Linked DNA regions of Mus musculus: regions 2, 3 and 4 are each linked to region 1. The links are chromatin contacts, called in public promoter capture Hi-C maps. All regions are on one chromosome and are shown on one strand. The core of a region is the stretch at or near the end of the contact, and the rest is flanking DNA. Distances in the headings are between cores, read along the strand shown.

Region 1 (5,842 bases), core at 1,883-4,382:
GTAAGACAGTTTTTACTTCACAACTTGAACCACGATGTCTGTTATTAAAACATTTCCAATTACACACATATAAATGCTTTCTTCCCTGACAGCTTTGAATCTGTCTAAACAGTTTAAACCTTCATTCTTTCACCTTAATTCAGTTCTAATTCTCAGACTTCATTTTAGTTTCATCTATGACATCTGTTAATTTGAATATGTGCTATTCCTTGAGTGATATGACGTAAATATATACAATGACAAGATAAGCATCATCCATTACTAATTGTTCTGCTGACACTCGATGGACAGCCAACTCCCGAATGAGCTGATATTTTTTAGACATAAAACTAGAAGTAAGAGAAAAAAATCAGACTTTTCAAATGTATCTTTCTGTGTTGAAGCACGTTACTTTGTCCTTCTATGTATGAGCTGACTCTGTTAAGTGTAAAAGTTCCTAACATTAGGCAGAAAAGAATTTTATTAAACACAACTCTACTCACTCTGGTTAAGACCCCACAGTCTGGTCCCTGACTAAGGACATTTTCCCCACACTCAGAACTGAAACAGTATCACATTTTTTCGTTAATACCACAGGAAATTCATGGGAAGGGTCTAAGTGAGTTTGGAATTTCTTTACCCCTTCCAAGGGATTGCCAGTGTTTGCATACAAGGGAGGGATGTTACTACAAATGCCAAACTCTTACTGACAATGCTTGCGACTGTCCATTAAAGCTAGGTGCAGGGCAGACATAAGCATATTATTACATACTGTTTCACTTGCACTATGGGAACCTATACAAGGCTTTAAAAGTCAATAGACCACAATCAGAGTATGAGCCCCAGCACCCATATAAGAATGAAAAGACTCCCAGAAATTTGGCACACACAGTGAGATAAGGGAGAGAGAAAATGTTTTAAAATGGGAGGGTAATCATGTATTCAAATTCCTAATCTAATACTTAATACAATACTCAATGGGTTACTTTACCCAACCTTAACTTCCTCCTTTAATCATTATGGTTATTTCTAAATGGTGTTTAAAATACCAATACACATTCTTATGCCTTGAATTTAACACAGGTACGAAAAGGTTTGTTGTACACAATCTATTTACAATATTGTAAACACAGGGTTGTATTCTCTCTTTTATAATAAGGAATCTAGTACAGAATCTGTAATCTCCAATGTATTAACTGATGGCTACCTCTGTAAAGTCCTATTACAAACATTGGAAATTACTGGTTTCTCAGAATCTTGCAATGAATAGAGGCCATATGGCAATTAATTATGCTCTACACAGCAATCTCTCTAATTGATTCGCTACCAAAATATTTATTGATAAGTATTTTATTTGCTCAACTGTATTACTGATAGTGTAGGTTTTCCTTGCTACTTATACCCATTGCACAAGACGTTCCTCTAGGAAATATCAGTTACACTGAAGTTTGTGCTAAGTTTCAAACAGAAAACTTCCCTTCTACACTATTTATCACTCTACCACCATTTTCACATCACTAGAATGCTGAGTAGGAAATCAAACACAGCTTTCAATACTTTCAGTGTGAAAGATAGCATATTACCCAGGTTTTACTACGGAAACACCTCGGGTATTCCTGTTCCCATTGAGAAGAAATGAGAGTTCAAGCTACGGATCAGTCCATGGGGATTGGAGATGGAGGCTGAGATTTGACATTCTTCAACTGCCATTGTCTGATCTGAGGAATATTCACAGACTTGGACCAGTATCATTTTCAAAAGACTAAATATCCATTAACATTTCCAAGTAACTATTTAAACACACACACACACACACACACACACCACTCAAATAGAAAGTCAGACCCAGTTTGGGGGAAATTTCCAGAGAAAGCATACTGAATGTAAATATTAATAATATATATCAATGTGCACGGGACTAAACCACTTGAGAACAAGCTTGAAGCAAGCCAGTTCGACTCAAGTCACTGAGCCTTGGGAGGCAAGGACCTCGAAATGATTCAAGGCTTCCCTACAAGGAATTATTTAACGGTGTTTACTCTGGCTCCCCAGAATCTCTCTTCAGACACTCCCCTAACCCAAAAACCAAGGTTGGGTGGTTCCTTTCTGTCCTCTGCCAACTAATGTCAAGCCTATTGTAACTATTTTCTTGCACCCTCACTAAGGTATGAGCTCCAAGTGGTGTAGAATCAAATTCTGTTTGAGCCAAGACCACAGCAGAAAGTGCAATACATATTTAAATGTCCAATTCTGCTCAAATATAGTGGTTATTTTTCATAATGCTAGTAACAGCCCATTAGAGTATATGCAAAAACCAGTTCAGTAGATTATGACCACCATTTTAGCTGAACAACTCTATAACTCTACGCTTATAATAAATGCTGCTCCAGGAAATGTCTACCTGGGCTACCCGGTACGGAAGCCGTACGGAGTCATAATTTTAAAAGACTTCACGACAGTCAGTCTTAAAAAAAAAAAAAAATTCACCGAAGGCCCTCCTCTCTTTATCCAGTTCGTTTCTTCCATTCTTTTTAACCTTTCACCCCGCATTCCACTCGTTACTGAATTCTGTACCTAACCGGGTCCTGGGGACATCCGCTTGCTCAAATGTTTAGAGACCCTGGGATGCTTCGCGAGAGAATAATGGCTGCCGCCGCCTCCAAGAAAAGCCATTATTTCAGCTTGCTAATAACACACACAGGGTCCCTCATGTCCCTGTCCCTTCCTCCAGCCCGACAAAGGGAATTTATTTATTCCCAAACGCAAATCTAAGGCGGTTGACTGAGGCTCAGGTTGCGGCCTGTACCACTACGGGGCCGGCTCGGAGGCGGGGCCTGGCCTGTCGCCCGCCCGCCCGCCCGCGGACCCTCCCTCCAGGCCAGCCGCCACGACTGGGGGCGCGCGACTCACCGGGCACCAGTGACTCAGATTCCGCCATGCCGAAGCCTGCGAACGGAATCTGTGCCTGCTTCGGAAAGATAGCAGGGGCGACTCGATTGAGCCTAAGGTGCTGCCCTACCCCCTGGGACCCCCATCGCGACCCTCTTGGCATAGACCACTACTGTGCTCCCGGAAGTCAACAAACAGACGCTAGGGGCAACGGAGGCGGAGCCTTGCGGGGCGGGGAGGGGCGAAAGGCTTTTGGAAGGAGGCTGGCGGAAGCTGTGTCAGTGAGGCGCAAGCGCAGATGCCATGGTCGCGGCGGTAAGCGACCGCACACCCTCTAGCGGTCGCGATTGGAAGCGGCCATGCTGCAGACTCTGGAGCGCATCTACTTCTGAAGGGATCCTGGCCATGCAGGGACCTAGAGGGGATATGGTGACAACATCATGTCTCACATAGCCCTAACTTCTGTGACTCATGCAAACGTCAACGCACAGCTTTGACAACACACTAGGACTAACAATCTGTAACACAGCAAGGTACTAGGCGGTTTACATCCCAAATGTCATTTGCAATCCTAGGAACAAAACAAATATACTCGATGCACACATTAGATCCTTATTGAATAAATGGTCGTAATAAATGTTATTACAATCATGCAAGTTGAATAATGCCATTCCTGTTTGCGGATATGCCAATTAAACATAGGAAGAGAAGCACAGTTCAGGTTGTTTAGCCTGAGGTCTAAACAGTCCGCCTGCATCTCCTATAAAACTAAAGGGCCAAGATCTATACAATTTCCTCTGAAATATTATATTTTTCTGGATAAACCTTGGTTTTCCACCCATAATAGTTGGCCACAATAAAATAAATAGGAAGAAAATCTTCCAGGATGAGTCCATTTGTATACCTGAGGTAGTTGGGTCTCAATCAAGCACAACTGAATTTAAGGCTCCCAGAATTCGAGAGTTATTACCTACACTTACTCAGGGCACTTTTATTAGGAAGGAAAGAGGGAATAGAATCCAATCACTTGTGTACAAACTAAAGTTGAGGATGAGATTCTAGTAAAGATGCTTAGCAAGGAGCACCGACCTGGGAACAGGGATTTAAGAAAGACAAAAGCTTGTCTGATGACGACAAAGTCAGGAAGGTCTGAAGCCAAAGAAACTGAATGAAATTAAAGAAGTCTGGACATAGTTAACTGTATGCAAAGACTGATAAAGTGATCAGTTCCTCCCAGGACCTTGCTGAGGCTGGTTCGAGGTGAGATGGCATGTCCACAGAATCGGACGCTTTATCCTAAAGACTATGGAAAGTCATGGAGGAGCTTTAAGCTCAGAAGTGATAGGAAAGGACCAGTTATGCATGTTCTTGAAGTGATTCTACCTGTTTGGGCTGCTTTTCTGACAAGCAGTTTGAGCACTGAGAGGCAATTCAAAGGCTATTACAGGTATTTAGGTACAAAAGTGGTCAGGCTGCCCGAAGTTCAGTATTTTGGCACACAGGAAATGGTGTCTAGTTGTCAACTCTTGGAAAATGCTGACCTATCATATAACTTACATCAGCAGAAAGGAACAAAAAAGGTAACTTAACTTATTTTGAGGAGAACTTAATACTCATGTCTAAAGGCTCATAACAATCATGATGAGAAAAATCAGAATATTTAAAGACTTTCTTTGCTTATCCTGTTATTTCATTGACTTCTAAAAATAAATTTCAGAGCATAAGTCAGTGCTGAGCACTTCCACGCTGGTTTCTCACATAAGTATCTAGGCAAGGGTGGTGCCGTTTACAGAGATGGGAAGTGCTATGCAAGGAGCAGAGGAGGTTAGAGTTAGGTCAGTAAGGTAATGGAAGAGATAGTGAGCTCAGCCCTTGAACACATAGGAAAGTCAGGTGGAGTTGCTGAGCACAGCAAGCAACTGATGCACAGAAGGTCCAGATGGAGCCAGACACTTATGGAACTCCTGGATCAACGCTATCATGGCAGTCTCGGGAACAGGTGAAAGAAGGAAAGGGAAGGACAAAGGAATCTAAGGTGAATCGTGAAGAATGCCGAAGTATGATATCCTAGCAATGGGTTATAAGGCTTAAAAGGTGATGAGAGAGAGAGAGAGAGAGAGAGAGAGAGAGAGAGAGAGACTGGAAAATACTGCACCAAACAAGAGTATAATCAAATTGTCCACATAATGTGTACAAATTAAATGACACCGAATTACCTTCTGAAGTTAGAAATATGGTGATCATTCTCTGTGTTATAAAAAGAGCGGTTTGCTGGGGCAATGGAAGAGGAAACAGTATTGGAGTAGGAAGTTGGAGACGCTGAGGGAAAAGCATCCCTTGAGCATCAGCATTCGAGACAGTAAGTGCAGAGGGACCCAGGAAGAGAGGAAGCAGCATTTGAGCCGGGAAGAGGGGTGAAAGGAGGGCTTCTGTTAAACTAAGCAATGTATGATACCACTGGGAGGTCCAATTGAATAGATGCGGAGAGAATCCTTCTTCAGAAAAGTAATAGAATAGAAATCCTGGAAGACAGCAAGGCCTTGCATCCAGAGAATATGGTGGAGACGCTGGCATTAGCTCAGACACACAGCTTTCTAGCAGAGAAGAAGAGAAGAATAAAATTCCCCTTACAATATAATATTGATACTTTTGATTCATCTAATATTTATAATCTAAGGGTGCCACACACACATACAGCTATGATGGCACCTTAGATCATTTATATTATATATTATCTGTTCATATGCTCTATCTCAGGAAATGTCTTAGACATCCGAGGTAATGAATGTCTAGCTTCTATCTTAGTGCCCAGAATACAGTAGCACTTAATACCAGTAGGTATTAGAAACAAGGCAAAGTTGGCTATGCTCACTGTACTGGAAGGCAAAGCCAGGCCATGTGTGCCACGATGGAAATAGCACTCAAATCTTGGCAACGGCTCAAAAGTGTCATTTTTATTCCTGCAGCATGCCTA
Region 2 (6,295 bases), core at 1,853-4,352, 2.5 Mb after region 1:
GAGAAACCCCTATGAAAGTCCCACAGCCTTCCGCTACCTCTTCACTGAGGGGCTGGAGCTGGAGAAATGAACTCAGGCAGGCCATGCTGGGCGAGTAGTTTACCTACAAGGTCCGCTATACTAACAGCTCCACTGAAATACCTGAATTCCCAATTGCACCTGAAATTGCACTGGAACTGCTGATGGCTGCAAACTTCCCAGTTTGTTAAATAAAATAAATTATAATAAACTGTTCATTTTTTTCAGTATTTAATACCTGTAGTTCAGAATATTTTCACATATAGCCTTATGAAACTGAGCTCAAAAGCTAATTGTTGAACAGATTCTTTCTGCCATTTGCATAGCGGACTTGAAATTTGTTGGCTACATCAACAAATTAAGGACATTTCACAAGCCAAAAAAAAAAAAAAGCCAGTTTATTTAAAAAAAAAAAAAAAAGAAAGAAAGGAGAGTATTATTTGGCAAGGAATCAGGTAGGTAAATCCCACTGCAGAACTAAATGCCAACTGCTGAGGAGACGCAGCAGAGGGGTTAGGGAAACACCTGGAATAAGCACATCTGTAGCTCTGAATTACAAGGGCAAGGGTCATTGCCAGAGAGGCTAGAGGAGGAGGAAGAGATGTCACAAAGGCAGGAGTGTCTAAATCCAAGTGCCGGTGGTGAGTGGTACATGCCTGATAGGTAAAAACGATGAAGCTAGGAGCTATGCTGCATACCTGCAAACCTAATAGCTGAGAAGTAGAGGAAGGAGAACCAAGACACAATAAACCCAGGGTTGGGGTGTAGCTCAGGATTAAGCGTGTTTTCCTAGAATGTGTAAGGTCTTGGGTTACACTGCTAGCCTTGGAAAGAGGAGGGAGAAGGCTGGAGAACAGAGGTCAGGGACAGATGCGGGGCAGGGGCAGGGCCAGGGCCAGGGCCAGGAGCCAGGGTTGCATGAGTTGAAGAACATGTGGGAGCTAAGGAGTACCAGGCATCAAGTCCTCTTGAGGAAGTTCTGCTAAGTAGATGTAAAGACAGCTGATAGATAAATGGGGAGACAGTAGGAGTTTAGAGAAAACCCTTCCCAACAATTTTATTTTCTAAGTATTTTCCAAGTGGTTATAAATATAGCTATGAAGTATGTAAGTCAGAGGTTCTGAGTCAGATAGTTGTAAGCAACTATCACTGTGGGCAGGAACCTGGAGGCAGGAACTGATGCAGAGGCCATGGAAAGGTGCTGCTTACTGGCTTGCTCAGCCTGCTTTCTTATAGAACCCAGGACCACCAGCCTAGGGATGGCACCACCCACAACAGGCTGGGCACTCCTCATATCAATCAAAGAAAATGTCCTACCGGCTTGCTAGCAATGGGACCTTGTGGAGGTATTTTCTTTATTTGGGTTCCCTCCTCTCCAGATGTTTTAGCTTGTGTCAAGTTGACAGAAAGCTAGCTAGCACAAACTAAGATAATGGTAAAGCTATTCGTACGGTGATGGGAATAAGCCAGGAAACAGAAGAGTGGACAGCTAAAGATTTAAGGGATGAGATTCGACATATAAGTGGAGGGACAGGGCAAATGGGAAGTCACTTTGTAGCAAAAAGAAGAAACACACACACATGCAGAGTTATAGGTTCAATGAAAGGACAAGGAACTCAGTGTCTGGGGTTCCATCAACTCCATGAAGCATGAGCTGGGGTGAAGGAGGGGAAATGGGAAGAAGAGCTTGGGGAGGGAAGGCAGGAACAGATAGCTCCAGGAACCAAAGTGCAGAGAGAGGCATTAAGGCTCAGTCAAGAATGAAGTGACAGCAGTGGGTTCCCTTCCAAGCTGATCTTGTGGCGGCGTCTTCTTTATTTGGATTCCCTCCTTCCCAGGTGGTTTTAAGCCAGGTGTGTCAAACTGACGGAAAACTAGCTAGCACAAACCAAGATAATAGTAAAGCAATTTGTCAATTTGCATTTGGAAGCTACTTCTGACACCTCCCTCCACTCACTACACAGCTTCCAGGCAACATCAAGAAATCCAAGCAAATTCCCAATCAGACTAGGCATTAAGTCACAGTGACAAAATCTAAACACAGGCCTAACAACCCCTACCTCATAACTAATATTTCTACCTTCTAAAAATGTATACCTTAGCTAAGCATCCTCTTGGCACGCACGCCACAGCAAAAGTAAGCCTTTTTTTAAAGTCTGCTGTAAAGTAAACCTTAACTGTTCTTCCATGTCTCTCAGCCTGTATTGTTTTTCCCCTTATTTTAAGACAGCGTCTTACAATAAAACTCAAGTGCCTGCAGGAAGCGAAGAAACAGAGGCGTTTATTTTACTGAGCTTAGATGGGTCCACTCTAGTATCCCCTCACCACTACGCCACTAGACCCCAGAGAACCAACCTATCTTCTAGTATTTCTGTACTTTCTGAAGTCCCAGCTTGCACTCAAAACCCACCCTCCACCCTGGGGCACCAGGAGCAACTTCATATGCTTTCCTCCAGGCTACAAGTACTTACCTTGGCTACCTCCCAAGGGTCTTTGGGCCAGAGGCCTGGCTTGCAATTTCCCCAGTGCACGTCTCCATTTCTGTTGATGTGATGCCTCAAGATCTCGTGTTTCCACTCTGCGCATACCTGACACTGAGGCTGAAACTACAGAGGGCAGAGGTGAGGAGGGACTGGGGTGGGCGGGGCAGCAAAACAGGAACACCCCGGAAGTAGGAAGCAGTCCCGCCCCGGGAAGGAAAAAGACTGCAAGCATACGGAATAGGGGGACAAGCTGTGGAGACGCGCCCGAGTTCGGGGTCAGCAGCTCACCTGGCGAGCGCGCGGGCTGCACCGGGAACCGCCGCGGCAGGTAGCATGGGGTCCAAGGCCAGGGACTGCAGCCAGCAGTCCACGGTGAAAGGAGAGCACTTCACGGTCTATGAAACCTTGCAGGCAGCTGCGCAGCAGCAGCAGGCAGTGTCCTGCTTTCACCCAGTTTTTGTACTCGGCGCAATTGAGGCGGGCTGCCAGCTCCGACACCACCATGTCTTACTCCTGAAGGCGGGGCCGGCGGTAAGCACGCGCAGCACCCTGGGATGCTCCCACGCAGCGCAGGCGTAGCCCAACCCCCAAAACGTCCAGACGTTTAGCGTCACTGTGCGGTGTACACTTCAGAGGCTAGAGGCTGGCCACTGTTTCCGCTCCAGGAAGTGGCAGCTCCACCCCCGCTTAAAGGAACCGCTTTGGTTTGTGGACATGGAACATTTAGACTAATCCTTTTAAAGCTTTAATTTTTATTCCTGAATACCCTGCCAACCCTCTAACCAACCTGATCCCCTCCTGATGTGCTGACCTTTTTATTGTAAAGAGGAATGCTCAAGGTGTGTTTCTCGAATGACATGTTCCTTGCATTGTGCAATTCTACAAAATTAACTCATCCCTAAACCCACTGAACAGCAAATTCGGGGTATCAATAACATGCTTACCCTCACCTGAAGCAGGGGGCCTATTGTATTGTGTGCCATGCTCCCCAGTACATATGTTAAAGTGACACTAGGACCAGAAACTCCTTAACTAGAGTACCTGGCAGGAAGAAGCAAAAGGGATAATGTACTTCCTGGATTTGGACAGCTCAGAAAAGGGTTATTTCAGCTGCACAGGGAAGCCATATGCTACACAGACCAGAATGCATTAGATTGTCAACATCAAGTGAGAAAACATGTTTTAGATGCTTTGAGTGAGGTTTTTTGACCTTGGCAAACATATTGAAGTGGTATGGAATCAAAAGAGTCGGAAGGAACACTGTAAACAGAGAAGCCTTGCACAGGCAATGGTAAGGACCACTAGCTCTGGGCTCAAACTCTCAATTTTTTGTGTTTTGATCTTGGCTGATCCTAATTTTAATATTATTAAGACGTTATTTCCTTCTTTGTAACTCGGTTTATCATCTGTAAGAGGAGGTTATTAATACTTACCTCACAGTGTGGTGAGGAGCATTTATACAGATGGGAACACTTACAATGATGCCTGGCACACATTAAGCTTTGAGTAAATGCTAACTTATTTTATATTGACGCAAATATGCTCTTTCATCCACTGTTTACATTATTGGACATTTTATCAAACCACTGGCCAGTTGGAAGTGGGGACAATTTATAAAAAATAGAGACCAGATGTGATGATCTGAAGACTCAAAGTACAGTCAGTGTAGGCAGGCTCTGTAATACTTTAATAAAGTATATACCAATTTTGTCTTACTAACCTCAACATTAGACCCATTCAAAGCAAATGATGGGAAATACCCTATTCCCATCAAATCAAATCAAATCAAATCAAATCAAAAATTCCAAAAAAAACCCACCTCTGAATGAAGTCTACATTAGGACTTTCCTTTTTCTGACTAAAACATTTTCTGTAAGTATGAACTTTGTATCAAGAACAACTGAAAGGGGGGCCTGGGAGTAGGGAACAGCCCTGTTTTCCTGGTACTCAGAAGTGGGTCACTTGGACTTAGGAGGTTCAAGGTCAGCCTGGGCTACATGGCAAGACCCTGTCTTGTTTAAAAAAAGAAAGAAAAAGCTTAATTGGAATTTCTCTTGGAGGGGAAAAACATGGCAGAAAAACCATGTATGCCTATCCTTAAGTCCGTTAACTGTCAAACAACAGTCAGTCCCTGCAGTTACTAAGTGGCCTTATTTTTGATGACATTCCCCCTTTTCTCTTAACGTGAAAAGTCCTTTTATACTTTTTGAAATGAAATTTTTGTAGATGTAAAAGGGAAAAGGGTGAATCAGGACTGATGTCTTCTTTCAGGGTTGAACTAATACTAAGCCAGGATTACAACCCAAAACATCTTCACCAAAGAGAGTTGGTAGTTCTCTGAAACTTGTATAAATTTTATTTATTACCGTAAATACTAAAATCACATTGAAAACACCTTAAAATCAAGTTCCAAACCACCTACTAGAGAAAAATCACTATGGCATCCAGTTTCTTTGATTGAATCTGGTTAACAAAAGAGGCAAAAGACATGGTTCGTGGTGAAAGTTACGATTCAAATGCTAAGTATTTCCAAGCTTTAATAAAGTATATACCAATTCCAAGTACCAAGCATGATATCAAAATTCAAATTCATTGGTTTACTCTTAATAAGCATCAAAATCAAATTCTGTTCATTGAATCCTATCTTACTTGATTTACACAATGCATTCAAAGGTGTTATAATTAGGAAAAAAGTAGCCATTGAATGCATCATGTATAAAAATTCATTTAACATTTTAAAACCACACTTAAAAGAGAAAATACCTGAAAAGTTAATTCTATTAATAAAATTATTTGAAACAATATCATCCTGCAGATAAAAATACATTTCTTGTATATACATGTAGATTTCTACATGAAAGCTAGGATTCAGCTCCAAATAGAAAAGGATTGACTCCTGATCAAGACATCTTAGATTGCCGAACCCATGTGATTAGTACTGTGAAGAGAACTGGAAACAGAAGGAGAAAAAGGTTAAGCTAAAGGAAGAATCAAAGTTTAGTCACCTACTCTGGAACAGTGGCAGAGTTGGGTGAAAAGCAGGAGATGAAAGCAGAAAAGAGACAAAGAAGACAAAGAAGGCCTCAACTCTGACTGCAAGGGAGACTCAAGCCAAGTTGAGGAGAACACATGATACAGTTGCAGTAAGATACTTAAAAAACTAGAATTTCATGGTTATACTTGTAGAAGCTCAATCATCTTAAAATGTAATCAGACAAACATCTAAAATTTCATCAAGGATAATACATTGTCTAGATAACTCAGCATGATATTATCATTTAAAAAAACACACAAAACAAAACAAAACAAAAACTCCTCCAAATAACATCAAGTTATCAGAAGACATTTGAATCACACCATATTCATTAAAGTTTAAAAAGTCCCTGACTGGCTTCAAGAGACAGTACAGTACTCTTAAAAAGAAATCCTATTGAGATGTACCAGTGCCAGAAACTCCACTGAACACTGGACAGGCACTGCACTGTGGACTTTTTAAATGACTGGACTAGGTTGTGACCAGCAAAACGTCCTATTGTCTTGCTGACGACAGATTAAATTGAGATTGTTTAGAACAACCCCAAATGGGCTGGGGAAGGTAAAAAGTTAAATAAGATAAAAGAAAAACGTCATGCAAATTAGAGCAGTCACGTTTTTGTTCCTAGTTAATGCTGTATACATTTTTAAGTATACCTTAAAAATGACATTTTCCTAGCAAAAAGGTTCCCATTTTCTCACATATGAGAATCGTATTCTTTGGGATCCTTGATCTCTTTTTTAAAGACAAAGCTCTTTCA
Region 3 (6,418 bases), core at 2,578-5,077, 2.5 Mb after region 1:
AAGCATATTTATGCCACATTTTAGTAAACGTTTATGTCCATTTTCTGACCTTAAAAGGTTCAAAGGTGTGGTGGCTCACACCTTTAATCCCAGGCCATGTTAGAGGCAGACAGGAGTTGGGAGGTCAGCCTGGTCGACAAATCCGAGTCCAGGACAGTCAGGGAGGGTTACACAGAGAACCCTGTCTCAAAAACAAACAAACAAACAAACAAGCGGTAAAAAGCAAAGAATAGAATCTATGCCCCTAAAATATTAAGGCAGAAAGCATCGGTGTATGTTGGAGGTGAACAGGCATAAAAAAAAAAAAATCTAGAAATTTGATGCTAAACCAAATCACCTAAATATGCTGGCAGAAAAATATACAAAGTTCTGTGCCAACCTAACCTAGAGAAGAGTAAAACTGTCTCAGAAACAAAACCCTGTCATCTTAGTTGACACTTAATTGGAAAGGGTTTTGTTGTTGTTGTTGTTGTTGTTTTAAGTATCAAGAATAGCACTTGCTTTTCCCATAATCATCAATGGTTTAAGAGACATAGCTGATGCCTTTAATCCCAGCACTCGGGAGGCAGAGGCAGGCGGATTTCTGAGTTCGAGGCCAGCCTGGTCTACAAAGTGAGTTCCAGGACAGCCAGGACTACACAGAGAAACCCTGTCTCCAAAAACAAAAAAAAAAAAAAAAATTGAGACATATCTGAAAATTCGTTCATTCGTGTACTAAATAAAAGCCCCCAAGTACATGCCAGGCATTGGTCTTGTCATGTGGAAAAGCAAAACAAATCAAAATCCTTGTTCTCCTGAATTTCCTATTCCAAGGAGAAGGCACAATATGTTAATGATGTCTCAAGGAATGAGCACTGTAGGAAAAAAAGAAAACAAAAGAGGAGGATGGGTGCAAATACTATTCTGTGAGCACTTGGAGAAAGTCTTTGATCTATGTTCTATGTGAGCTAAGACCTAAAGGAAAAGAGAAGGAAAACCACTTATATTTCTGGAAAAAGAACAAAAGGCATTATTATCCAATTGTAAATTGTGTGAAGAACTATGAGAAACAGCAAGAAGGTTGACAGAACAGAATGAGACTATTAGCATATGAATTAAACAAGTAAAGTAGGTAAGGCAAAGTTCCCAAGGCCTTAAAGATGTTCTGGTTGGTACAGCGTAGTCCCAGTGTAGGCTTGCTGTTCTATCTTTAAAAAAAAAAAATGTGTAGCACTGGAGAGAGGGAGTCAGGACCTAACAAGCGCTCTACCACTAGGCTACATTCCCTAACCAATGTGCATTATCATTATTACTACTGAAATATAATGCCAGGCAACCCAAGCTGACATCAAACTTCCTATGTTGCCTACGGGCTGTTCTTTAATTTCTGATGCTCCTGCCTTGACCTCTGAAGTGCTAGGGCTACAGATATACACTACTATATTTATAACATTTTCCCCATGTTCAAAGGTATCCTGGTTTAGCCACAAATTTTATGCTCTCTCTCATAGAGAAGCGATTCTAAACATTTTTTTCCCTGTGGTTTTTTTTCTAGACGGGGGTGGGGGGGTGGTTAGTCTGAGACAGGGTCTTACTATGTAGCCCTCAATGTCCTAGAATTGGCTATATATAGACCAGGCTAGTCTCAAACGTAAGACTGGCATGCACGTGGGGCCTCTGCAGGGATTAAAGCCATGCACCACCATGTTTGGCTATGGAATCTTTTTTGAAACTAGAGTTTCACTTTGTACTTTGAGTCTGGCCTAAAGCTTGTGATCCTCTTGCTTTTACCTTCCGAAACCCTGGGCCACAAATCTCTTATTTTTCACTGAACACAGCTTCTGGGTTAGATATTGAGCTGTAAGGATCTGGACACAGAATGTGGAATTCAGCTGAGGGCTGTGCTTGAGATATGTTTAGGAGTCATACAAATGATGGGGGGGGGGGACTAAACATAGATTATTCTATATCAATAAAACAGATCTCTCTCCATAAACTAAATCCTAAAATTAAAAATAGAACACAATTCAATACATTTTTACAAATTCTTTACAGAAAACCAATCACATGATCCATGATCAGTCTTTTTACCACAGCTACGCACAGGACATATATTAAACTGTCTTGAATTCTTATGAACACATGCAATATACGTACATTACTACAAGAACTAAGCTTGACAGATCACTCAGTCAGAAGCCATACGGGGTGAGGGACGTACACACACCTGTAATCCTAGCTCTTACTAGATGAGGAAATCGTGTGTTAAAAAAAAAAAATCTCAGCCAGGTGTAGTGGCTCATACTTGTAATCCCAACACTAAAGCGGCTGAGCCAGAACTGAAGGTTAGCGACCAGCCCGATTACACAGGAAGACCCCGTCTCAATAGTAAGGAGAATAGTAATACCGCCACCACTTTTGATAAGGTTAAGCTTTGTCTCATTCAATAAAATATTGTACATCAAAACTGAAAGGGAATGTTTTACAAGAGTAAGTGAAGCCCGCCCTAATTCTTTTAGTCATGTACAATGTAATTCTCCAGTAACAAAGTATTGCAAGATACATCCTAGCGTCTACATACTAACGTATTTCCCTGGAAACCTGAGGGAGCCTAACAATAGGTAAAAAGAAAACTTTTATGGACCTCAGGTAGAAGATGCTAAAGAGTTTCAAATTTTCCTAGTACCTTTTATTCACATAGTGAACCATCCGTGTAGTCGGCTTGTACTCTGAAGGTATTAACACCCTAATCACGCCCCAAGGCATTTCATAGGTAACTAGACTGAAACCCGGAGGCTCATTAGAAAAAAAGTATTCTACTTTCACTACATCCATAAAGACTTAACACGCTTTCAAATGTTGCAGAAAGAATCAGAATTTATAATGTAATTGTTTTACACAGAATCGACCTCCGGCATTTTAAGAGAAACAATTGCAACCTTCATTTAAAACATTGTCAAAAAAGATGTAAAACATTTCCCTTCGTTGAAAATCCCGTTCAGTTCGAATTCTACGTAGTCCTCAATGCTTACTCTTCGACTTAGGTTTTTAGAAAATATTCCACATAGAAATTAATACACTTCTGTTGGGAACTCAAGACAAAAATCCCAAAGACAATCTTCAGCGCAAGTGTTAACATGCGAAACTAACCAGTCTCCGTGCTTTCATCGTCAACCAGATCCCCAATAGTTACCTCCTCCCTGTCCCCAGAACCTAAACCCCATGAATTTCCAAATTCTACGCTCAGCAGCCTAGCTCAGTAAATGGCAAGCATAAGCCTCTCTTGAAGGCGGGAAGGGCAAGTGAGGAGCCGGGAAGCAGGCATGGGTTCGCAGCACTTACAAGTCCGTCAACACCATAAGCTCCGAGTAGGCCCGGTGGAGCAGAAATTCGATGAGCGTGCTAAGCCGGTATCCAGGGCTAGCTGCCGCCGCAGCTGCCGCCGCCACAGCGGCTGCGGGCGGCGGGGGAGCCGGGGCAGACGCGGAGCCGCTGCTGCTGCCTCCGCCGCCGCTGCTGCCACCGCCGCCGCCAGGAGGGATCAGCTGGTGGTTGTCCAGCTGCACTGGGGCCATGGCGGCGTACAGCCCGGCTCGGGGCAACCGCCTGAGATGCGGCCCTGGAGCCTCCTCCCGGGCTCGGTGACCGCACCGAGGCGGGCGCGGGCAGAGTGGCCGCCGCCTAGCGCCAGGCCGCCTCTGAACAGGAAGCCGAGCCCAAGCTGCGGAGGCCCGCCCCCATGTAGGGCCGGGCCGGCCGGCCGCAGGGAGGCGAGCGTGGGGCGGGAGGGCAGAGAGGCGGGCCGGCCGCCACTCAAGTGGGGAAGCTTCCGCGACTGCTCAGCGGCCGCCCGGCCGGCGGGTTATAGCGTCCATGTTGCTGGGCCGAGAGCGGAAGTCGCCAGGCAGAACGGAAGGGGAACCCGCGGGAGGCCCTTTCCAAAGGCAACCTGCGACCGTTCCCCGCGCTGTGCTGTTCTGGGGGACAGGAGGAGGGGGTGCGTGGGAGAGGGGCGGAGCCAGGAGGTGCGTGGGCGGGAAAGCGGAAAGGGGGGTGGGCGCAAGGCGCCGGAAGCCGCGCCGCCAGTCCAGCGGCCGCGTCACAGTAACGTCAGTGGTCCCTAAGCGCTCTTTTTCCCCGCCTAGGCGACCGCAGCGGGACGGTGAACGGAGAAGGGTTGGCGGAGAAACCACCCGTCTCTCCTCTCGGGGCCCCAAAAAGGCGGCCTGCGGCGACCGCGCGCTGTGACTGTCCAACGCACGCTCCGCCCATAGGCGACCCTGGCGCGACGCGTGGGAGAAAACGTTACAGTCTCTTTTTTTCCTTTTTCCTTTTTTTTTTTTGTCAATTGTGGGACAAGAGCAACGACACAATAACGTCATTTGAATGCAGTCTCCTGTGTGCCGCGCCTTTGCTGTCACCCAAAGCCCAACATTGAAACACATGTAGTCCTTAAATCCTTTGCTGGTGTTCTTGGCTTTTGTCCCTGCCCTTGCAGTAGCCGCCCTATCCTGCCTGGGTTTTCATCTTTCCAACTACAGCCTCTTTCTCCCAAAATCCACATGTTTTGTCTGTTTTCTAATCTTGGCTTCTGTTTGAAACGAACTGCAAGCCTTTAAACATGTCTGTGGGTTCCCTCCACCTCCATAGATTCGGAAGCAATTGGTCTTTCGTGATGTCTGGGCTTCGAAAGTTTTTTTGTGTGCGTTTATTTTTGTTTTTTGTTTAGTAACCTAGCTATTCTCACGCACAAGTCACGGAAAAATTAACTGTTAAAAGCGTCTATTTTTGTGACCCTACCTAAACATCGTTTTGCAGCTTCATCTCTCGCAGGTGTAACAGATGCTCATGCTGATCGTAAGGTTAGACAATTCTCTTTGTTCTCCACTTGTACAATTGCAGTGCTCTTGATTCTTGGTCTCACTGTGTTGTCGGGGCTGGCATTTTTTAGCTCTTGAGCTCAAAGTAATTGGGATCACAAGCTCCTCCACTACCTCATCCATTTTTCAGATTGATAAATCATGTATTTATGGGGTACAGTGTTAAATTGCATATGTTTATGGGGTACAGTGCATGAATACACTCCCGAATGAACAAATCGGACTCATTGACTTTGATCACCTCTCATACTTTATTCTTTGTGGTGACAGCTAGAATATACCACCACCTCCTGCCACAACATTGCCTTTTGCAGGACTAAGGATTGAATCCAACCAAATCCTTGCCTATAGTAGGCAAACATTCTGCCTTTATATCCCCAGCTATTTTTTATTGAGTTGGGTTCTCCTTAAATGACATAGGCTCACCTGGGACTTGCTATGTAAATTAGAATGATAACTTGTGATCCCCTCCCTCAGTCTCCTAAGTATTTGGGATTATTGGTGTGCACCTCATGTCCAACTAAAATTCACTCTTATCTGTAGGAGATGTTATTCTATATCTGGGATATTAACTAACATCGCTATGTAACATATTGCTGCCTAACTGAAACATTGTATCTTTTGAGCAACATTTCCCTTTTCTCTGCCCTCAGCATCTGATAAAAATTATTTACTGTTGCTTTAGTGAATTGGACTTGTTAAGATTCCACTTGAAGTGAGAAGAGATACTGGCTTTGTGTGCCTGTCTTATTTGACAATATGTAATGTCCTCTTGATCCATACATGTTGTTGCAGGTGACATTTCATTGTGTATGATATATAATAGACATGTCTACAGTCTCACAGTATAACTCAGACTGACTGTAAGCTAAATCCCCCCTGCCTCACTCCTGAATGCTAGGACACTGTACATGATGAGACACACACATTTTTTTTGTGGGTGTGTTGAAGATAAACCACAGGACCTCGATAGAGCTATGCCTATCATTCTCTGCCACTCAGCTACATCTTTTCTATCCATTTGATTTCTCTCCATGATAAACACAGGTTATTTCTGTATCTTGGTTATTATGGATAATGCTGTATTTGTCCAGTGTAGTGCTGTAATTGAAACACTTTGGAATTAGAGGCAGGAAGACCAGGAGCTAAAGATGCTCTCAACGCCCTAATGAGTTCAAAGCCAGTGTAGAGTATATGAGAACCTGCCTCAAAAATAAAAAAGCATTAGCATGGTGGTGATGGTACACACCTTTAATCCCAGCACTCAGGAGACAGAGGCAGGCAGATCTCTTTGAGTTCAAAGCCAGCCTGGTCTACAGAATGAGTTCCAGGACAGCTAAAGCTACAGAGAGAAACCCTGTCTCAAAAATTAAAAATAGGGCTGGTGAGATGGCTCAGTGGGTAAGAGCACCCGACTGCTCTTTCGAAGGTCCAGAGTTCAAATCCCAGCAACCACATGGTGGCTCACAACCATCCCTAACGAGATCTGACTCCCTCTTCTGGAGTGTCTGAAGACAGCTACAGTGTACTTACATATAATAAATAAATAAAAAAAAAAA
Region 4 (6,441 bases), core at 754-3,253, 2.8 Mb after region 1:
GTTTATCTCTCCTTTCCTGCCTCCCTCTCTACCTCCCCCTCCCCATCTCTCAAGAAATGGACATTTCTCCTAAACTCTCAGGCTCAAGTCATTCTCCTGCTGCAGCTTTGAGTAGCTGCGACTACAGATTCATGTCATTATGTCCTGCTGCGTATGTCTTTGCCTGGTGCCTTTTTTTAATTAGATATTTTCTTTATTTGCATTTCAAATGTTATCCCCTTTCCTAGTTTCCCCTCTGAAAGTCCCCATCCCCTCCCCCTTCCCCCTGCTCTCCAATCCTCCCACTCCCATTCCTGGTCCTGGGTGCCTGGTACTTTCAATGTCTAAGCATTCCATTATCCATACACAGGTTTGTCTATTGGAGTCTCCATTTTAACGGTTTGAATAAAGTGTAGAAATCTTACCTCTTTTAGTAACTTAACACTCTCCCATTTATAATGTAATTATGTTAATGATTTCCTCCATACATTAAGAACTACAAAAGCCTGTGCTGTAACTATTGCTTTAACTGTTAAACATGATTTTAAAAGGCCAAGATGAGGAAACATTGTCTACTGTATTTATCTTCCCTTTTACTCTGTCATTCTTCCTTCCTTCCTGATAGCCAAGACTTCTCTGTCATTTATGTTTATCAAGATTATCATGGTTCTTATTTGCTACGCTGGGAAATCAAACCCAGGGTCCCTCCTCTCTCAGACTGTTAAGTGTGGCATATGAGACCCACCATGCCTGACTAAATTTCTCTTCAGCACTTGAGAAACATGGCAGTTTTCTTCCACTGTTTTTGCTTTCTCCTATTTTTTCTCTTTAGAGAACATGTTTTCCTCTGGGTGCTTAGGTTAGTTTCTATTAACTTTCAGAAGCTTGGCTCTGATAAACCACAGGTTTTTGTTGTTGTTTATCCTGCTTAAAAATTTCTCAGGTTTGCCCTACAGTGGTGGTGAATATGTTCAATCCCCGCACTTGAGGCGGAGGCAGGCTGGATTTCTGTGAGTTCGAGGCCAGCCTGGTCTACAAACAAGAGCGAGTTCCAGGACAGCCAGAGCTACAGAAAAACTATGTCCCAAAAAACAACAGACACACATATTCTGCATCTATATGTTTATGCCTTTTGGGCAAATTTCAGAACATTTTAGGCATTCATTCTTTGATTACTACTTTAATTTCATCTTTCTCTCTTGAAACTCTTATGATCAAAAACTTAGATTTTTAATATATTATCTTCCATGTCCCTGAAGGGCTATTCTTTTTTTCCAGTCTACTTTCTTTCCTTGCTTAAATAGAGTAAATTCTATTCTAATCGGATCAATTCTGATTTTCCCCCTAGACTTTTAGATTCTGCTATTGAGTCTAATTTTTTTTTTTGCCTGTAAGCTATTGTAATTTTCAGTTCAAAAAATTTTGAGTTTTGAGACTTTCCTCCCCATTTGTTTCAAACAAACATGCTTACAAAAAAGGGCTACAAATGACAGCTGTTTTTAAATCCTTGCCAGTTGATTCTAACAATCCTGTCACCTTAGTGAATTGTCGTTTCCCACTCAAGCTGAGAATTCCCCGATTCTCAGTATGGAGAGTATGTTTCAAAAACTGACGTTATATTAGTTAAATACTATGTTTCAGCAAGTCTCTCCTACGCAGCTCAAACTAACCAGCTACAGGCAAGGAAGGGTTAAGTTCCAGATTCCGAGAGCCGCGTTTGCTGACGTGTGCGCACGCGCACGCTCGCACCTGCGCCTGCGCTCCTGGACTACGTGTGACTGCCTGGCGGGGCGGGGCTGGCGGGGCAGGGCGGGGTGGGACAGGATGCTGGCTCCATTCTAGGCCGCTAACCGCCAGTCGCCTTGCGCTCTGTGGCGCCTCCACATTGCCTCCAGTAATCTGGCGGTAGCTAGGAACTCGTCAGCGCTGCAAGGGGGGTGAAAGTTCAGACCCCTGGCTGGGTGACGTCGGCGGAGGGGGCGGGACGCCTCGGATCTTCTTGGAGGAGGGGAAAGTCCGGGCTGTTTCAGCAGAGCCAAGGAATGGGAGGCGCCCTAGCCTCCCCGCAGGCCACAGCGCTGGGACTCCTGCCTTCCCTGCTATCTCCCTGAGGCAAGGGGTGTGTGGGAATGTCTCTTTACTGTTAGAAGGCTCGAGCTTTTCCTGCTTAAGGGTGGGGCCACACAGACTTTTGAGATTTTTTTACCCCCTTGTAGTGTTTGGCTGAAATGGAGCTGTCATTGTGCAGAAGTTTTCTGTCTAGATAGAAAAATCAGACTTTTCTTGCAGGGTGGGATTTTTGTTTATTTTGTTTTTCATTTCTCTCTCTGTGCCTGCTCTTTCTGGGGTGCTGGCTTCTCCAAAACCAGTTTGGAAGGTATGGAAACCCACGGTCATGTGTTCATCAGGTCCGGTAGCCCTCAATAGCTCTGCTTTTCACCTCCACCTTATTTTATATCGAAATTAGGCATTTTGGGTGTTCTTAGTGGTACTGGGGAAAGTGCATTTTACTCCATTTTTCTAGAAGCCCAGGGCCTAACAGTATTTTTTTTCATACGTCATCACAACCATGAAAGGATGTGTGCGGGCTTGGTAGGCCTTTTCAACTGAATGGGAATCCATAAATGAATAGGTCAATAGGAAGACATTTTAGAAAATCAGGTTCTTGGTTGGTTTTTTATTTTATTTTATTTCATTTTTTTTTGTCTTTAAAAAAATTTTGAAAAGATATATCCCTGCCAACCATGTTGTTTCCCTGCTTTCAATAGCATGTAAGAGGAAAGAAGCACTGTTTCAGGGGAAGGACAATAAAGTCAGTTCTGGGAGTTTCTATGGTTTTACTGAGGTGCGATTACTTTATAAGGATGTGTATATATTTAAAATATATGATTGCATAGAACACACATGCACGCACGCACCACTACAGCATCGCCACAACCGAAACTGTGACCAAATCTATCACCACAAAAATTTCCTAATTTTCCTTTCAAATTCCTCCCTTATCCTCACCCCAGGCAACCAGGGCTCAGGCTTTTTTTTCTTTTTTCTTTTTTCTTTCTTTCTTTTTTTTTTTTTTTTTTTTGGCTCAAGCTCTTGCCTGGTAGCCCAGGCTGGCCTCCAACTCTCTGTCTTCAGGGTTCAGCCTCCTAGGTGCTGGGATTACAGGCTTGCCATATCACACCCATGTTACTGATCTACTTCTTATCACAAAATAAATTTGTTTAGAATTTTGTAGTAATAATTATTGACTGGCTTCTTTCACACATGATAACTCACTTGCAATTCATCCATATTACTATACCTATAGATAGTTTTTCTCCCTTTTTAAAGATTGCCCTGTATGGCTGTATGACAACATGGCTATCCTTTCATTTGTTGATGGACATTCCAGTTCTTCCCAATTTGGGGCTGTTATAAATAAAGTGACTCTGAACATTCATATTCAACTCTTTCATGTAGATATATGCTTTCTTTGCTTGTGGCCAAATACATAGGAATAAAATGGCTGGATCATAAAATAGGCACATGTTTAATATTTTTCTCTCCTTTTCCCTTTCTGTATACAGGTTGGAGGTTAGCACGGAGTGTTTCTCAATCATTTTCCACCTTACATTTTAAGACATGGTGTGTCACTGAACCTGGAACTCACCAACTCTGCTAGACTGGGTAGGTAGCCAGCAATCCCTAGGGACCTCCTAGCTCTCAGCTTGTCCAGGATTTCGATTACATGCATGTATCACCATGCCCAGGTTTGTTATTTCGCTTTGTTTCTTGATGAGGTCTCACTCTGCAGCCCTGGATGCCCTAGTACTCAATAAATAGACCAGGCCTCTGTCTCTGGAGTGCTCTGATTAAAAGCATGTACCACTCATGTCCAGGTTTTTTTACATGGGTCCGGGAACAAACCTGGGTCCTCATTGCTTGCATAGCAACTGCTAAATACTTTACCACATGATTATTTCATTTGGCACATCTCCCAATGATGTATGAGAGTTCCCATTTTTCTGTATCCTTGCCACGCCCTGCACATTTCTTTGCATTTTTTGCCATTCTTATAAGTTAGAGTAGTATCTTATATTTTTACATTTCCCCAATGATAGTAATGATAACAAGTATCATTACCAAGTGCTTTTTGGCAACTTAGGTACCTTCTTCAGCAAAGTGTCTGGGTTCATTCCTTACTAGTGTTTCAGAGTTCTTTATAGATTTTAGACATAAATCTCTTACTAAAGACATGTCTCATCATTTTCAATAACCATATAATCCAGCAGTTCCACTTTCAGGTACAGATACAAAAGAACTGAAAATGAAGAGTCAGAGAAATGGTTTTGTTTTGTTTTTTTGTTTTTGTTTTTTGTTTGTTTGTTTGTTTGTTTTCGAGACAGGGTTTCTCTGTGTAGCCCTGGCTGTCCTGGAACTCACTCTGTAGACCAGGCTGGCCTCGAACTCAGAAATCCACCTGCCTCTGCCTCAGAGAAATGTTTTATAGCATCATTATTTACAGCAAGCTAAGTGCTTATAAATCCATAAATCTCTACAGAAGGTGTGCTGTGGCCATCCAATGGAATACTGTTTCTGTGTTTTTGTTTTTGTTTTTTCTTTTTGAAAGGAAGTTCTGACAATTGCTCTAGCACAGATGAACTTTGAGGGCATTAAGCCCACTGAAATAAGCCAGTGACAAAAAGACAAATGTTGTGATCACACTTAAATAAGGTAAGTAGACTGTCGGTCAAGCAGGTAGGGGCAGAAAGCAGAACGCTAGCCGCTAGGGGATGTGGGGAGGGCAGAATGGGCATTTGTTGTTTAATGGATGTAAAGGTTCAGTTTTGCAAAAGGAAAAGGTGAGGCTGAGGACATTGCTCTCTAGCAGAACGCTCACCTAGCATTTCTGAGACCTGAGTTCAATGTCCAACAGCTCATGCACACACACATGCACAGGAGAAAGAAGGGAAAGAAGCTACCCTTTTACTTAAAAAATGTATTTATTTTTATTTTATGTGTGTGTGCCTGAGCTGCAAGTGCCCACTGAGTGCAGAAGAAAGTGTTGGATCTCCTGAAACTGGAGTTACACGTGCTTGTGAGCCACCTGATGTGCTGAGAGCGGTCCTTAGGCCTCTGCAATAGCAGCAAGTCCTATGTAATGCCTCATAATGACTTTTGTTTAGACAACAAATTATTTTTTTAAGATATTTACACAAATAAAAGATATTTTGAAAATTCTTATAGGGCTCGGGTATGGCTACATAAAGCCATGGGTTCCATCATCAGTGCAAGAAGAAATAAATGAACTTATATTTATCAAATGTATTAAGCATTTCTGGCTTCATTCATTTGTATAGATTCAGCCTGCCATCTGCTATAAATTTTCTTCTACCTGAAGGAAACATGAACATTTCTTGAACTGTAAATGGTCTTCACCACTCTCCAGCCCTTCTTTTTCATTTTTTTTGAGATCAGACTCTCATATATCTCAGGCTGACCTTGAAGTTGCTAGCTAGCAACTATGGATACCTTTGAATTTCTGGTCTTCTTTGCTCTGCTGCCAGAGTGCTGAGGTTACAGGCTTGTATCACCGGGTCTATGTGGTGCTTTGTATATAGCCAAGGCTCTGTGCATGCTAGGTAAGCACTCGATCAACTCAGCTGTGCATCTATACCTAACACCCATTTGTTTTTGTGTTTAAATTTTGGTAGTTTATATGGCTGTATCTTCAAGCCCACTATTTTTTCTCTTTCCCAAGAGGATGAATGTTACCTAAAAACAAACAAAAAGAAAAAGAAACACACACACACACACACACACACAGAGAGAGAGAGAGAGAGAGAGAGAGAGAGAGAGAGAGAGAACAAAAACCCTATAGCATTGGAGTTAACAGTGAAGTATTAGACAGTCTCTCCTTAAATTAGAAGTCAGGCAATACTGTCCATCTTCCCTGCTTCTCTTCAAAGCATGCAGATGAGAAAAGAGGTGGTAAAACTGTTTCTGTTTGTACATGACATGACTGTTTCTTTAGAAAACCTTTAGGAATAACACCCAACCACTGCTGACCAAAATTTTCAAGTCACAGAAGACGAAGTTCATGTTTCCAAAACTCAATTTTACTTTGATATGTTACCCAAAAACAATTGAAAAATACAATTTTAAAATGACATTCCACGTGTAATCTCATCAAAGCCATTAAAATAGTTAAATTTAATGTATCTAAACCTTAATGCAACAGAACATTTTTTAGAGAAAGGAAAGGGCAATGAAGTAAATAATGAGCTAGGACATACCTACAAATTGAAAGCCCCAGAAGCGTTGGCATGTCAGTCTTCCCAAAATTGATCTCTAGATTCAAGGTAATCTATATCCAGATATCAACAGTTGTTTGGGTGAAGATTGAAAATTAGTTCTAAGATTTATATGAGAATGTAAAGGACCTAGAGTGTGCACAAACTTGTTTTGAAAAAGAATTATTCT

Evidence for each region. Promoter capture Hi-C pulls out the DNA fragments that hold promoters and counts their contacts.
Region 2: a contact with region 1 is called in a promoter capture Hi-C map of hippocampal neurons, with 3 times the contacts expected there. The contact joins the promoter of 1810030O07Rik here to the promoter of Rpgr in region 1. A contact is called at or near these places in 4 of 39 promoter capture datasets (the 3T3-L1 cell line, hippocampal neurons and pre-B cells) and 1 of 115 datasets of contacts at active chromatin or transcription factors (astrocytes).
Region 3: a contact with region 1 is called in a promoter capture Hi-C map of erythroid cells, with 40 times the contacts expected there. The contact joins the promoter of Med14 here to the promoter of Rpgr in region 1. A contact is called at or near these places in 4 of 39 promoter capture datasets (the 3T3-L1 cell line, cranial neural crest, erythroid cells and 1 more).
Region 4: a contact with region 1 is called in a promoter capture Hi-C map of pre-B cells, with 4 times the contacts expected there. The contact joins the promoter of 5730405O15Rik here to the promoter of Rpgr in region 1. A contact is called at or near these places in 3 of 39 promoter capture datasets (erythroid cells, liver and pre-B cells).

What each region holds. Positions count from the first base shown.
Region 1 is chrX:10,213,663-10,219,504 of GRCm38.p6, forward strand. It overlaps Rpgr (retinitis pigmentosa GTPase regulator), which reads right to left and starts at 3,133. Exons shown (of 17, transcript NM_011285.2): 1 at 2,890-3,133. The coding sequence starts at 3,031.
Region 2 is chrX:12,670,537-12,676,831 of GRCm38.p6, forward strand. 1810030O07Rik (RIKEN cDNA 1810030O07 gene) reads right to left here and starts at 3,103. Exons shown (of 7, transcript NM_175141.6): 1 at 2,790-3,103; 2 at 2,490-2,624. The coding sequence starts at 3,005. It overlaps Med14 (mediator complex subunit 14), which reads right to left. Exons shown (of 31, transcript NM_001048208.1): 31 at 4,835-6,295.
Region 3 is chrX:12,758,146-12,764,563 of GRCm38.p6, forward strand. It overlaps Med14 (mediator complex subunit 14), which reads right to left and starts at 3,828. Exons shown (of 31, transcript NM_001048208.1): 1 at 3,322-3,828. The coding sequence starts at 3,554. It overlaps Gm14634 (predicted gene 14634), which reads left to right and starts at 4,133. Exons shown (of 5, transcript NR_045852.1): 1 at 4,133-4,841.
Region 4 is chrX:13,040,012-13,046,452 of GRCm38.p6, forward strand. 5730405O15Rik (RIKEN cDNA 5730405O15 gene) reads left to right here and starts at 2,004. Exons shown (of 3, transcript NR_038158.1): 1 at 2,004-2,098; 2 at 3,546-3,645; 3 at 4,593-5,284.